Regions from separate parts of the Arachis hypogaea genome. Here region 1 is linked to region 2. A link is a contact called in public Hi-C data. All regions are on one chromosome and are shown on one strand. The core of a region is the stretch at or near the end of the contact, and the rest is flanking DNA. Distances in the headings are between cores, read along the strand shown. Region 1 holds the start of LOC112782831. Region 2 holds the start of LOC112783996.

Region 1 (6,969 bases), core at 1,996-4,495, 750 kb before region 2:
CAGCAAGAGAGTACATTACATGGCAAGACAACCTTGGTACTGAAGCAACAACCAAAGTTCATATAAAGCAAAGAAAAGAAAAGAAATGAAATGAAATGAAAAACCTGCTGAAAACAGTATCAAACAAGGATAACCACTCTAGCCTAATTTTTTGTAATCTGCCAAATTCAGTTTATCAAACAAATCAGATACCTTAACATATTTTCATAGGAATGAAATCTTAATAATATATTGTTAGGGACTTGGGTATTATGGGTGCTCAAAGTCCCACATCGAGTAGTATGGGATGCTTGATGTTGTATATAAGGAGAGTGGTTCTTCCCCCTTAACAGCTAGCTTTTAAGGTGTGGTTTCCCACTTTCCTTAGATACCTAACATATATTCTCCAAATATTTCACAGCCATCATTGCCTTTTTAATTAGCTTTTGATATATATATATATATTAGTAATAGACAATAAAACTATTATCAAAATAATTAACTACTACTATCCCATGTTGAAGGTTCCTCAATAATAATGTAAAGTCAATAAAAAAAATTAACGCTAGCTCAATATCCCTCTTCTAATGCTAAATATCTAGTTCTAATTATTATTGCCGAAACATTGAGACAAAGAATGAAGGGAGCCAGGGAATAAACCTAGCTAGAAAAAGAACTTATTGCATACTTTGTTTGTTAAATTATTTCAATTCGGAATCAGACATACAACGAATAGAGGATCCTAAGAAATTTCATTAGTCAAAAACTTTGTATGAAAAACAGAGAGAAGAAAATCCTCTACTTTCGTTCTAATCAAGATCAATGCAATAAAATCATGTATTCATGTCAATGGCATTAGATTTAAGTTTATTACCTTGTTGAGTTACTTGTATATATTCCTACATTAACAAGAAAAAGAATCAAATTATTTCTATCAACAAACAAACCTGTGTCTCAGCTGAATTCAAACCAGAAGAAAATGGCTTCACATCATCATCTCTGAATCCTTTTAGACCAGCAACAATGTCATTCACGGCGACGGAATCATCCCAGGGTGCGAACTCTCTGATGAAAAGCAACTTCGATCAAAAAATGCTTTTTAAGTATTACTCATCATAACATTTAAACAAAAACTTGGACATTTTAACACAGACATCTTAGAGCTATTAAGTTCATCAATATTTAAATAGTTTGAAAGAAATAATAAATGGTAAATGTTGCACATATACCCTTTAGGATTTATCCCAGCAGCTGCAACATACAGATCAAGCTTCCCAATGGATTGCCATTTCCATGAACTCCAATCTCCAAGTCCCAAAATTCTGCTCCCATCAGTAACAACCATATCAACCTGAAAAGAACATAAAAAGAGATGTCTCATTATTAAAATGTTGAAATGCATCATTGTTCATCACTATTGTGCGTATAAAGTTGAGCTTCAATTAGAAAGAAATAATAAAACCATAGCAGATAAAAATATATACCTTATACACTTATCATGATGCAGTTTGTAGTGAGTTTTCCACAGGTTGGCCAATCAATTCTATGTAGTGAGTTTGTAGCATTGTACACTCCTGAATCCACAGCACTTTTCGCAGATAAAAACACATGGAACTTTCCATTTGGGCTGGTCGAAATTCCAAAATGATCGTCATAGTTTTGGGCACCTACCTTCTCAATAATTGATATAGTTTCATAAACTAGTAAAATTTGCTCCATTCACTTTGAATGTTGAGCCTTATTCAATTATCAAAAAAAAAAAAAAAAGAAAGAAGAAAAAACATAGATACATACCTGAATCTTGGAAAGAGGGCACAACTTATGATTCGAGTAAGCTTCAGTATATGCTATTCTTGAGTTGAGCTACATGAAAAGAAATACGTACTAGTATCTAAAAGGATTTAAAAGAGGGAGAATTTAGAAGATATTATTAAAGTGACTTACTTGATCTCTTTTTCATTGATGGGGTGCTCTAACTGCATACAATTAATAACACACCTTTTCTTGAATATATCCACCAATGTCTCTCAATACAACATTTCCTAAAGTAAGTATTTACTAATGGCCCTCCCAATCCACCAACCGAAGTAAGTATTTACTTCACATAAATGTTAATGTAGTAATAGGCATCTCAAACCAAAGTAGCAACAACGTCACATACATTTTTCATTTTAGCTTTACCTTTGGTTTCAAGTCTCTATGAATGATACCATGACTTTGTAATATTTTCATACCAGAACCTACAAAACACAGGACCAAACTCCTTAGTTGCAAACTTGCAAGGCTAAAAACATGCTCCAACACCAAAAGAATACTTCAATAAAGAATGCAGGAAAAAGAGTTACCAAGCTGCTGCATGAATCTTCGGGCAGTTTATTGTTGAACTCTCCCATGGGATCGGATATAAGAAGCAAGGTTCCCTCCAGCACAGAACTCCATCACCAAGTACGCACATCCATCATACATTCATACTAAAGTAGAAATCAGAAATAGCGAAAGTTTAAATAACAATAATAAAATGATCCTTCAATTATGCAACAAAAAATTGATTTTTTCGACATATTTCACTTTAATTTAAAAAATAAGAAAAAGGGAATTCAAATAAAAGGGGACTAAAATTAAAAAAGAAGAACCTGGAAGAAATCAAGGAGGCGAACGATGTTGGGGTGGTTGACGGAGGACAAGAAATTGAGCTCGCAGTGGATCGATGACTTAAGGCGGGGGATGAGTTTGGAGAGGAAGACCTGTTTCACTGCCACCTCTTCGTCGGTGCCTCTGTGCTCGCCCTCCACACCGCCGAGAACGACCCATTTCCGATCTTCCGCTTCAGAATGATGTCCTTTACTCTTCCATTCCTGTTGATAGTGATAGAACTGCTGCTGCTTCTTTGACGGAGAAGAGCGCCGCGGTAGGGACTCGCGACTTGGCGACGAGGAACGCGCCACCGCCGTGGATTGCATGAGAAGGATGGCAGGGCAGAAGAACAGCGTCGCAGATGGAGGAGGAGGAGGGACGCACTACGATCTACGACTCTACGGATGGAGGGAGGGAGGCGCTATGGAGGAGAACGGAGATTCTGAGAATAAGGGTGAGGGAGGGACTGAGGGAGGCGCTGCGTGAGTGAGTATCACTTAGGGTTTTAGGGGCTTTGTTATTACGTTATTAGGAGTGTCACGTTTTGACGAAAGAACGAAAGCTTTTTTTTTGTTGGGAAACTTTTGGCCATGCTTTTTAAGCGTGCCAAAAGAATTATAAGAAATGGCCACGATTTTAAAATGTCATTATAATGAAATTATGTCTCTATGCTTCAAAAGCGTGCCTGTTTTCTTTATGACTATATTTACAAAAAAAGTGGCTAAATTTTTAATCAATTGCCACTTTTATAAAAGTGTGGTTATTGACCTCTTTTACCACATTTTTGAACCGTAACAAAAAAAAATATAGTCAAATCTCTAATCAATCGCCACTCTCATAAAAGTGTGATCATTGATGTTTTTTATTGTAGTGATTGAAACTTGATATCATAAAAGATACTAAGATCTTTCATGATGAGCAGTGGCGGAGCTTAGTTTAGACAAGGGGGTCATGGCCTCCCAAACTTTTTATAAAAAATTTAGTAGTACTTTTTCAAAAGATAGAAAATAGTTCAATTGACTTAAATACTTTACTATGACTTAAAGTATCTAATAAGTTCAATAAACAACACTCTCTTTATCTTTAAGTTCAAATATAAAAAATTAGATATTTTTTATTTATTTAATTTAATATTATTTTATATTTTACTATTTATTTAATTTAATTTTTTATATGATAAAAAATAATAGAATATTCAATAAGTATTAATATTATTGTATTTGTATAAATTAATAAAAAAAATTCAATAAATATAATAAGTTTTGATCTTTGTCCTTCTAACTTCTTCTTTACATATTTTACAGGATATATATTTAAATTTTTATATAAAATAATAATGAAAAATCAAAGAATTGATACATTTTTTAAGAGGAAGGCTAATATTTAAGAAGAAGAACATATAACTTTTACAATATCAACACCTGTAGATAGTTTTTCTACATTAATGAATCACGAAGAAAGTGAGATATAACCTTCAAAAGTTCAAAAAGTTACATCTGATGACTTTAACTTTAACTTTTTGGAACGAGATCTTGAAAAAGGGCTTTAAATTTGGCAATATCACCCAAACCAGAGAGATAAGATTAAACGAGCTTATTTTAAATGGGTTCATATCAAAAATGATAATTATTTTCTATTTGTCCCCTCAAAATTTTGTTTCAAGTTTCGCCACTAATTATGAATGTTCCTAAAAATAAGGTGAAATGAGGAGTCGTATTTCATAATTAAAAGTATAAGTACAAGTTGTTATCTCGTATATACAATAATATATAGTACAAATTTATATATTCTGAATTGATAATATAACAAAGACTATACTAACTAAGTAGGTTAATAATTAAAATTCGTTTATGAAAGATTACTCATTTTTTAAATTAATTTTTAAAGATTAAATTAGTTATATTAATCCTAAAAGTTAAATTACAAGTTAAATTAGTCTTTTCGTAAGTTAAACGATGATGTATTATATTAACTGCTATTTGGTATGATGATGTAATAGATTAATATTACGTATCAAAAGATGATTGGTTGGTATTTCAAACAAATTGGCAACATATGGCATGCCATGTGTCATTTGGCACATTATAAATTTATTTAGAATTAAATTAGTCCCTAAAAATATACATGTAAATTATTTTTATTCCTAAAATTTTAAAAATTGATTAAATTAGTTTTTATATAAATTTCTCTTATTTTCATAATATTAAATTTTTAATAATTTTTAATGCTACTAATTTTAATATCTTTTTTAAATCTTAATAAACAAAAAAAAATCTTTTACATAAAATAATAAAAATAATTAAATTATTACAAAGTTATTTTTTTATTTGTATTTTAAAATTTTATATTTTAAAATTATATTTTTTGTAGTGAATTTTTTTTATTTAAATGATTTTATCAAACTATTATTAATTATATACTTAATTTTTTTTTTAATTTTACTAAATAAATATAGTAGTTATTTTAAAATTTAAATTTTTTAAGTTTTTAAAATTTATAATTTTGTTATTGTTTAATTTATGTGGTAAAACTCAATAATTAAAAAATCGATTTATGGGATCACTTGTTAAATCTTAATATCTTAATGTAGTTTTTGTAATATTATTATTACTTAGTTATTGCCATTTCTCTATGTTTTCTCAATTATCATATTTTTTTTTAAATTAATTTGTTAAAAAGAATTTTGAACTAAAACAAATATAGAAAGATAAAAATAGATAACTCATGATAGCTTGGACTAAATTTTTAGGTGAGATCCAAAAGATTAAAATTTTTAAAATATAATTAATAATAGTTTGATATTTATATAAAAGAATTTCACTACAAAAAAACTAGAATTTTAAAATGTAAAATCTAAAAATATAAATAAAAAAAATAAATTTGTAATAATTAAAATATAAAAAATTTAATATTATAAAAAAGACAAATTCAAAGGATTAATTTGAATTAATATTAAAATTTTAAAAATGAAAATAACTTATGAATGTATTTTTAGATACTAATTTAAGTCAAAATAAATTTATGACATGCCAGATAACACATGGCGCACATGCCATTAACTTGCTATCTCATCATATTACGTGACACTTAATATGATATGTCGTCATTTAACTAATGAAAGGACTAATTTAATTTATATTTTATATTTTAAAGATTAATATGACTAATTTAATATTTTAGGAATCAATTTAAAAAATTAGTAATTTTTTAAAAATAAATTTGACTATTAAACCCAACTAAACGAGTAGCTAAGACCAGAAAATACTCTAAATCTCCTTGTACTGACCCAATTCAACTCTTAGAACCTCTAATACTAACGAATACTCTAATTTATAACATTTTAAATTAGGTCCTTGCAATGCTTATTTTTATACAATTCCTACATAATACACATATTATAACGGTATCTAGAAAATTTTCTGTTTATACTACAATATCTAAACAAATTCAGTCATCACAAAAAAATCTTTGAGAAACAGTAACCCCAATCCCATATTATCACAAAATATATATATATAGGACGAATGCTGACAAACTACTCATGAGAGATCAAAAATAAATTTTATACTCATAAAAGTTTAACCCCGTTTATCAAAAGTATCCAGACATTAAGAACGCATTAGAGACGTTAAGTGAGGATATTGCATATTATTTCTGTTTTTATTATTTTTTAGTTATTTCTGATTTTTTCCAGTTAGATTAGAATAAGAAATTAGACTCTATTCGTGCCAAACATCTTTATCCTTTCCACTCCTCTTCTTCGATAAGAACTATGCCCTAAAAGAGCTAAGATCATTGTCTACTTTGGTTGCCGAAAAAAGATGTTGTAGAACGTCGACCAGCTTACGAAGCATGCATCTGCAGTCGTCATCACTGTCGCTGGCGATTCAGTGAGGTACAAACTGCGAACTGCTCTGTACTTTGTAAGAGAAAGAACAAGTTGTCTCTCTCTACATTTTGAGGTAAGCCATGTCTTCTTATAATGCTTCACGTTTGTCTCTTCTCGTCTTGCCTTAATTACTTTTATCTTCTTCTCCTTTGATTTCATATCAATTTTCATATTGGCCACCGTGGTACAATCTTCTTTTTCGGCCCTAATGTGATTTGGACACCATGAATAAACAACAACGTTCATTCTATACTTTCACAATCCTTTTCTCTATTTTTTTTTTAAGTATTTGGGGAGCCTTTATCTAATAGTCAGTTATTTGTTCTTGTTGCCCAATACATGTTTTTGTTATGCCCAAAAACCCACTAGAACCTTCATGGAAATTCAGAATCCTATGCGTTTGGTTTTGAGAACAATATAAGACACTCAAAACAAGATATAAAAGATAGAGATACAAAAATCAATAA
Region 2 (6,579 bases), core at 2,910-5,409:
GGCCAAATAAGATTTAGCTTTTATGAATGAGAACTGGGAAATAACTAACAGGGAATACTTACCTGATCTGGACTTTTTGAAACTTGATAGAGCAGACACTGAGGATATCTTCTCTTTCTCACCAATGATCGAGGGGCTTAAACCCCTTTTTCGTGGATATTTGGTTGCAGTGGCAGATTTAGTCCTTTTTCTTTCACACGTGATCTGACTTTTTTCACTTGTAGCTTTGTTTCTCCTAGAACAGTCTTCTTTATTTTCAAATAAAGTGCTAGAAACTCTAGATGTAGAGCTTTCATCGAGATGCTCCGACGGTGTATTTACTTTTTCTGTAGTCACTTTTTCCAGAGATTGCAACTGAACTGGTGTCACTGGACTGTTCAGTTCCTCTGGATGTTTGAGAGTAATTCCAGAAGCTAGCTGCTTCTGCTGACAGACTTTCATGTTATGAAACCTGGTAACACATCTAATGCTGCCACTACCTTGAGAAGCATTAACCCCACATGTAGCGATAGAATCATGCCATTCAACCTCAGCATGTGGCTTCCCATGAGCTCCAAATGCTTCCTTTAAAGGTTTCGAAGAAGACAGGATAGATTTTTCTTGAGCTGTGCCTGTAACACTTAAAACATCAAGCTGGATAACAAAAGATCTTGGAGATACGAAATGATAAAATATCAAAGAAACTATAAGACGTGTGAATGCAAATAATCATAGAACCAAATCATTCAACATCATCCAAATATTTACCGGCAGAGAAGATCTCAGGATCAATTGATGATACATTTTTAGGAACAGCACTACCCAAATTAGTGCCAATAGTTGATTCATCCCTAATCAAATCTGCTGCAAAACTTTCCCAGTTTTGAGGAAAACCAAATAAGAAATGATTGAAAACCTAGCAACATAGAAAACGGGTGAAAAATCAAATTGGGAAGACATACAAATTCTACATTGTTTTGATGCTTGTTCGCAAACCAAAACTTAATAGTTTCCATCCAATCTACTGCTGACCCATCATTTAAAAGTTTGTCAACAAGATTAAGCACTAAACTGCTTAATTATGAAGGAATTCATGGGTAGATGCAAGTATAAATCTCTTCCAAGACAGAATATACATATTGATGCCATATGAAGTTCCCAAACCACCATGTAATGAATCAATTTGCAAACGCAATTAATCAAGTAGAGAAGTAGAGAGAGAATACACCAATGAGTAATGGCTACAAACCTCATGAGGGAAACCATTATCAATGGTGCGCTGCTTGTCAATGAAACCCCTTATGATAATATAAACCCCATCTGTGGTCTCAAGAGAGAACAGATCATGCCGTTTCGCAATGGGAGCACTGGTGAAGACACGCACTAATTCTTCTCTGATTCACGGAATCAAGTTATGCAATTACCAGATTACATATTTCAAGGAAGACATTACTCCAAAGCAATTTCAACAAATCACCAAAATGCATTAAAGGAGGTAAAACAAGGTCACGAAAAACCCTAATACAAAATCAAGCTAAGTTTCTTACGTTTTTGATGCAATGCCTCCAATGGCTAACTGCTTTCCTTCGAATCCATGTTTAGCTTTAACCAGCCACCATTCATACAAGCAAACCTTCGCATACGGAAAACACAGGAAGAATCAGAACTATGAAGAAATGAAAAGAGGAAAAATACTTAGGGGAACAAATAAATTGGAATGAGAATGAGAAGCAGCATAAGTAACCGTCAGTTGGAAACAAGATAAATTGGCGTTGTTAGAAGTGGATGGAGTTGAAGTAAGCTCAGCCATGAGTGGGAAACGTGGGAAACAGTGAAATCCCGTTACTCTTCGCCGGGGCTTCTAGTGGCTGACTGATGGTGGCAAAGAAGAAGACGACCGGGGACAGCAGCCCGGGAAAATAGAGCAGAGAAGCGCCATCGCACTTTGCAGCCACTGGTGGTGTCGTCGTCACTGAGGGTCGTCGTCACCGAGAAGCAGTGCAGCACCGTGGCCGTGAAGGTGAGAGAAGCAGTCGAACAGAGGAGCTTTGGCGCGGACCAAGGTGACTCTGAGACTGGTGAGTGGTGACGGTGGCTGGTGAGAGACAGAGAGAGGGCTGAGAGGGAAAGGTGGCGCCGTACGTTAGGGTGAGGGGACTGAGGGTGCGTGGCTGCCTTGTGCGCTGCGTGCCCTAGGGCTGCGATCGGTTCTCAAAAAGGTATGACACTTGAAAACATAGTTATCAGAACCGAACCGGCAATCAACCCGGTCATATGACTGGGTCACCGGGTCATTTGTTCAACTAGTGGTCACTGATTCACCCGGTTGACCCGGCCATAATTAAAAAAATATATATAAAATTATATAAATAAAATTAAAATTATGTATTAAAATTTAAAATGTAAGTCTTTACAAACATAATAATAATAATAATAATAATAATAATAATAATAATAATCAAATATTAATTTTGTTCATATTTATGCCTGAATCTCTATAGACAAATAAATGAAATATATTCCAACAGAAGTTTTGATCATATTTATGCCTGAATCTCTGTAGAAATATTACATAACCTATATATTCCTTCAGTTGTGGACTTGTGGCCACCTAGACAGATAAAAACAGCTAATAATGTTATATATGAAAAGAAAAAAAAAATTAATACTCCATCTTGAAAATGGCCTAATTAAAAATAAAGAGTACAAAAACACCTCGTTCAAAGATAAGACTTCAGAGACCATTTAAGACATAATGATATATACTACAAAGTGAAATTATGCCAACAGACATGTTCAAAATGATCCAGCATTTATATAAATTTATTACCAATAAATCTATAAGGAACCTAAAGAAAGATAACAAATTTGTACAAGAAGATCCTTACTAAACTGAATGTCCAAGAATTAACAAGTAAATGATCCCAAAACTACACCCAAGATGAACTATCAACACCTAATGCAGCATAAAATCACAATCCAGTTCAAAACAGATCCAATTACAAGAAATACACACTTCAAAGAGGTAACCAACAATTCTACACCAAAAATCCAAACGCATAGTTTGAACTTAATAGGATCGGATCAGATCTAATGATCTCAAATCAAACTACAGACAAAACAAATACAAAGTTTTGACTCAAAACCAGAATTTATAATCGGAAAAATACTATCAAAGAAAATATATGGAAGCAACAAACAGCATTTAATTCGATTTCCATTTTAGCATTCAGCAACAAACATTACAAAACAGCAACAAGTAATCCCTAATCACACTAAACCTGAAATCAATAAAGCTAACAGAGCATAATCCCTAATTACAAAACAGCAACAAGTAATCCCTAATCACACTAAACCTGAAATCAATAAAGCTAACATAGCATAATCCCTAATTACAAAATAGCAACAACTAATCCCTAATCCCTAATCCATTTTTAGCAGCAGCAAGAAAATTTCAACAAAAATTTTAGGAATTAAAAAAAGAGGCACAAAATCAATTATTTGATTTTCATTAATCATTCACAATTTCACATTCAAAAATCAGCAAACAGAGCATAAAAGGAAGAGAAGAACCCAAGAAGTGAAAGCAGTACTACTAACCTTCAACGGAGACACGGACGACGACCAGCGAAACGACGGCGACCGGCGACACGGCGGCAAGCTGCTCCAAGCCTCGAACAGAGAAGCCCGGGAGGACGGGGACAGGGGGAAGGAGGACGCCGAGCTACAAGAGAGGAAGCGTAGGCGCCGACAGCATGGACGGCGACAGCACTACGGCAGAACCATTGCAGGGAGAACCTAGGGTTTGGTTGGGTGATTTTGAACTTTGCTTCAGAGTTCAGAGAGACGAAGCAAGCGTTGATGAAAGTTCTGGGCCGAAGCTGAAACCCTAAACCCAGACTCACGGCGGAGGAAGCGTTGATGGCCGAAGCAGGAAGATGAACTTAGCACGACAGAGCTTGCGACGAGCTTGAGGCGGCGACGCGAGTTTGAGGCAGCAACGAGCTTAAGGGAGCGACGCGAGCTTGAGGGAGCGACGCGAGCTTGAGGAGCCAGCGACGAGCTTGAGGGAGACTGGGAGAGAGTGGCTAGAGAAGAGAGAGGTGAGATGGATGTTGGTTCTAGGTTTGGGCACCACAGCGCAGGGGAGTAAGTGATGAAGAGAACGGCACCGTTTTCCTTTAAAAAAAAAGGGTCCGGGTTATATGAATCGGTCCCGGTCACCAATTTTCATGACGGCCGAGTCGAACCAGTTTTCACCAAGTTCATTACTTAAACGGTTCGACAAATAGCTTGGCCCGGCCAGATGATTGGGTGACCAGATTTTTGGTCGAACCGACCGAGTCGAGCCGAATTTGATAACTATGCTTGAGAACAAATAGCTAGATGAGATACACAGAAATTAAATTTTTGTATTTTATTTAGTGATAAATTAAAATAAATTATAAAAGTTTAATTTATTTTTAACTTTTTATTTAAAAGTTTCGGAAAAAATATAATTATAAAAAATTAATAAAAATAATTAAAAAAATAAAAAATAAATTGTGTCTTCTATTAGTGTTTGTTCCGAGAGTTACTTGAAACCGAGTTGTTTTTGGGCTGAACGTGAGGTCTAAACTCTTTTGGGGTAGTGTTCGATGTTTACTGATGTCAATATGTTGCCGTTCGAGTTCCTCGTGAAGAGATGGAGGATGGTACCTACAAGGGACTCCGATACTTAAGTTAACAAGGGTTTTAGGCAGATTTTTGTAGATCGGATTCGAAGTATACTTGGGGTGTCTGTGTATTTATAGTGGTGGATGTAGAGTCGATAACCACGTTTTAGAGTAGCTCCACCTTTAATGGTGGATAACGGTTCCCTTTTGTTAGGGAAGTTGTTGAGATCTCCTTTCTAAATGAGTAGTAGAGATTGTAGGAGTTAGTTATTGATTCAGGTAAGTAGGGTTTGTATAACATCGTTGCACCCGACCTCTATGAGATTAGATAGGTGTTAATCCAGTTGATGTCTTTTGATTGGGCTTTACTTATTTTGGGCCTGGCTTTGTTTTGTGCCAGGGTATGAACAGTGCCCCTGCTTGAGACCGAACTTCATGAGATTGGATTCAAGCATTTACAGGTTGGGCTTAGTTTATTGTGGTGTCGGTTTAGCACGTCGAGTAAACCACCTTTCAAGGAGTTAGTCGGGTACTCGACATGTTTGCAAATTTGAAGTGTTATGTCTTTTCATGATCATTCGTACGTTCTGTACAATTATTTTGGTAATCGTGCATGTCAGGGGGAGTGAATTTACCATTCTGCCCCTAGAGTCTTATAAATATTCAACCCCTTTTTTCTTTCTTCTTTTTGCTTCTTCTAAAACGTTTTCATTTCATTCTCTCTTAAAGCTTTTCATTTTCTTCGTTGAAACCCTTTTTTGCTTTCGAGATTTCTTCATCTTGAATTTCTACTTTGAATCTTCGCTTGTACTTTCTTGAGAGGTTTGGAACATTCGTGTGTTTACTGCTACGTGCACTCCTTCATTTCGCATTCAATCAAGGTTGGTCTTGCATTTCTTGTTTTATTTTCCGCACCCCTATTCTTTGATGGATAATGTGCTTCTGGATACAATCGTTCTTGATGTTTGTGTGAAAAATGGTTTCCTATTGATGGTTATTGATATTCTTTTGAAATTGTATTTTCGTGGTTGTTCTGGACTTCTGCATTCTTTTCTTTGAAAAGTATTCCTTTACGTATTAAATGTGGGGCCTTTGCTCTATGCCCCCAAATGGTGTCGTTTTTCCCTCTGAAAATGGCGCCATTTCAAGTTCTAGTAATGTGGTTTGATTGCTAGGCTCACAAGAGGTTTTAAGAACTATGAAGTTCTTTTATATTGTTGAAGACGATCCGACCTCTTGCGGACTTGTCTGAATATTTGTGTTTTTGTACTCGGCTTTCCAACTTATTGTGATGATTTTCTTTTGCTGTGTTGTAGGTATAGCTTTATGTCTCGTTCAGTACTACTCAACATGTCTTCTAAAGTTCCATCCGACCAAGACTAGGTAGATATTACTGTACTTTCTGTTGTCCCTATAATTAATAATGAGTATGCCGAAATTTTTCCTAGACAATATAGGTTGTGTAGAGATCGGGGGGATGAGAATAAATACGAGATTGTGGTTGCTGATCTCAAGGATAGAATTTATTTTTCCCGACTTGACAAGTCGGAACGTTATTTTATTTACATGTATGAATACTGTTTTACTAGGCAGGCGGCGAGTCTCCCTTTTTCTGATTTTGAAGCTAAAATTCTCCATCTCTGTAAAGTTGCCCCTTCTCAACTCCATCATAATTCTTAGGGTTTTCTAAAAATTTATTAGCTAATAAGTGGAGAACTCGACGTACCCTTATCCTCAAAAGTTTTCTTTTTTGTGTTTCAACTCACTAAACCATTTAGTTCCGAAAAATAGAGCTGGATTTCTTTCCGGGCTGTTCAAGGAAGGAAGGTCTTTTTCATTTTTGACGATTCATTTCATGATTTCAAAAAATATTTTTTCAAGATCCAATCAGTTGAGAGTATTCCTCCTTTCTTTCTAAATGAGAGAGATGAAGTCCTTTTTAGTT

What was found. A called contact is a pair of places that touch in the nucleus more often than the background predicts.
Region 1: a Hi-C map of leaf shows a contact between it and region 2, with 1.8 times the contacts expected there. The contact joins the promoter of LOC112782831 here to the promoter of LOC112783996 in region 2. A contact is called at or near these places in 4 of 8 Hi-C or Micro-C datasets (leaf and an unstated tissue).

What each region holds. Positions count from the first base shown.
Region 1 is chr20:47,036,646-47,043,614 of arahy.Tifrunner.gnm2.J5K5, reverse strand. It overlaps LOC112782831, which reads right to left and starts at 3,245. Exons shown (of 8, transcript XM_072229281.1): 1 at 2,613-3,245; 2 at 2,325-2,450; 3 at 1,774-2,219; 4 at 1,464-1,650; 5 at 1,209-1,330; 6 at 927-1,044. The coding sequence starts at 1,324. LOC140182818 (a long non-coding RNA gene) reads left to right here and starts at 6,342. Exons shown (of 2, transcript XR_011878962.1): 1 at 6,342-6,575.
Region 2 is chr20:46,291,487-46,298,065 of arahy.Tifrunner.gnm2.J5K5, reverse strand. LOC112783996 reads right to left here and starts at 4,159. Exons shown (of 10, transcript XR_011879275.1): 1 at 1,724-4,159; 2 at 1,527-1,612; 3 at 1,229-1,373; 4 at 748-895; 5 at 63-611.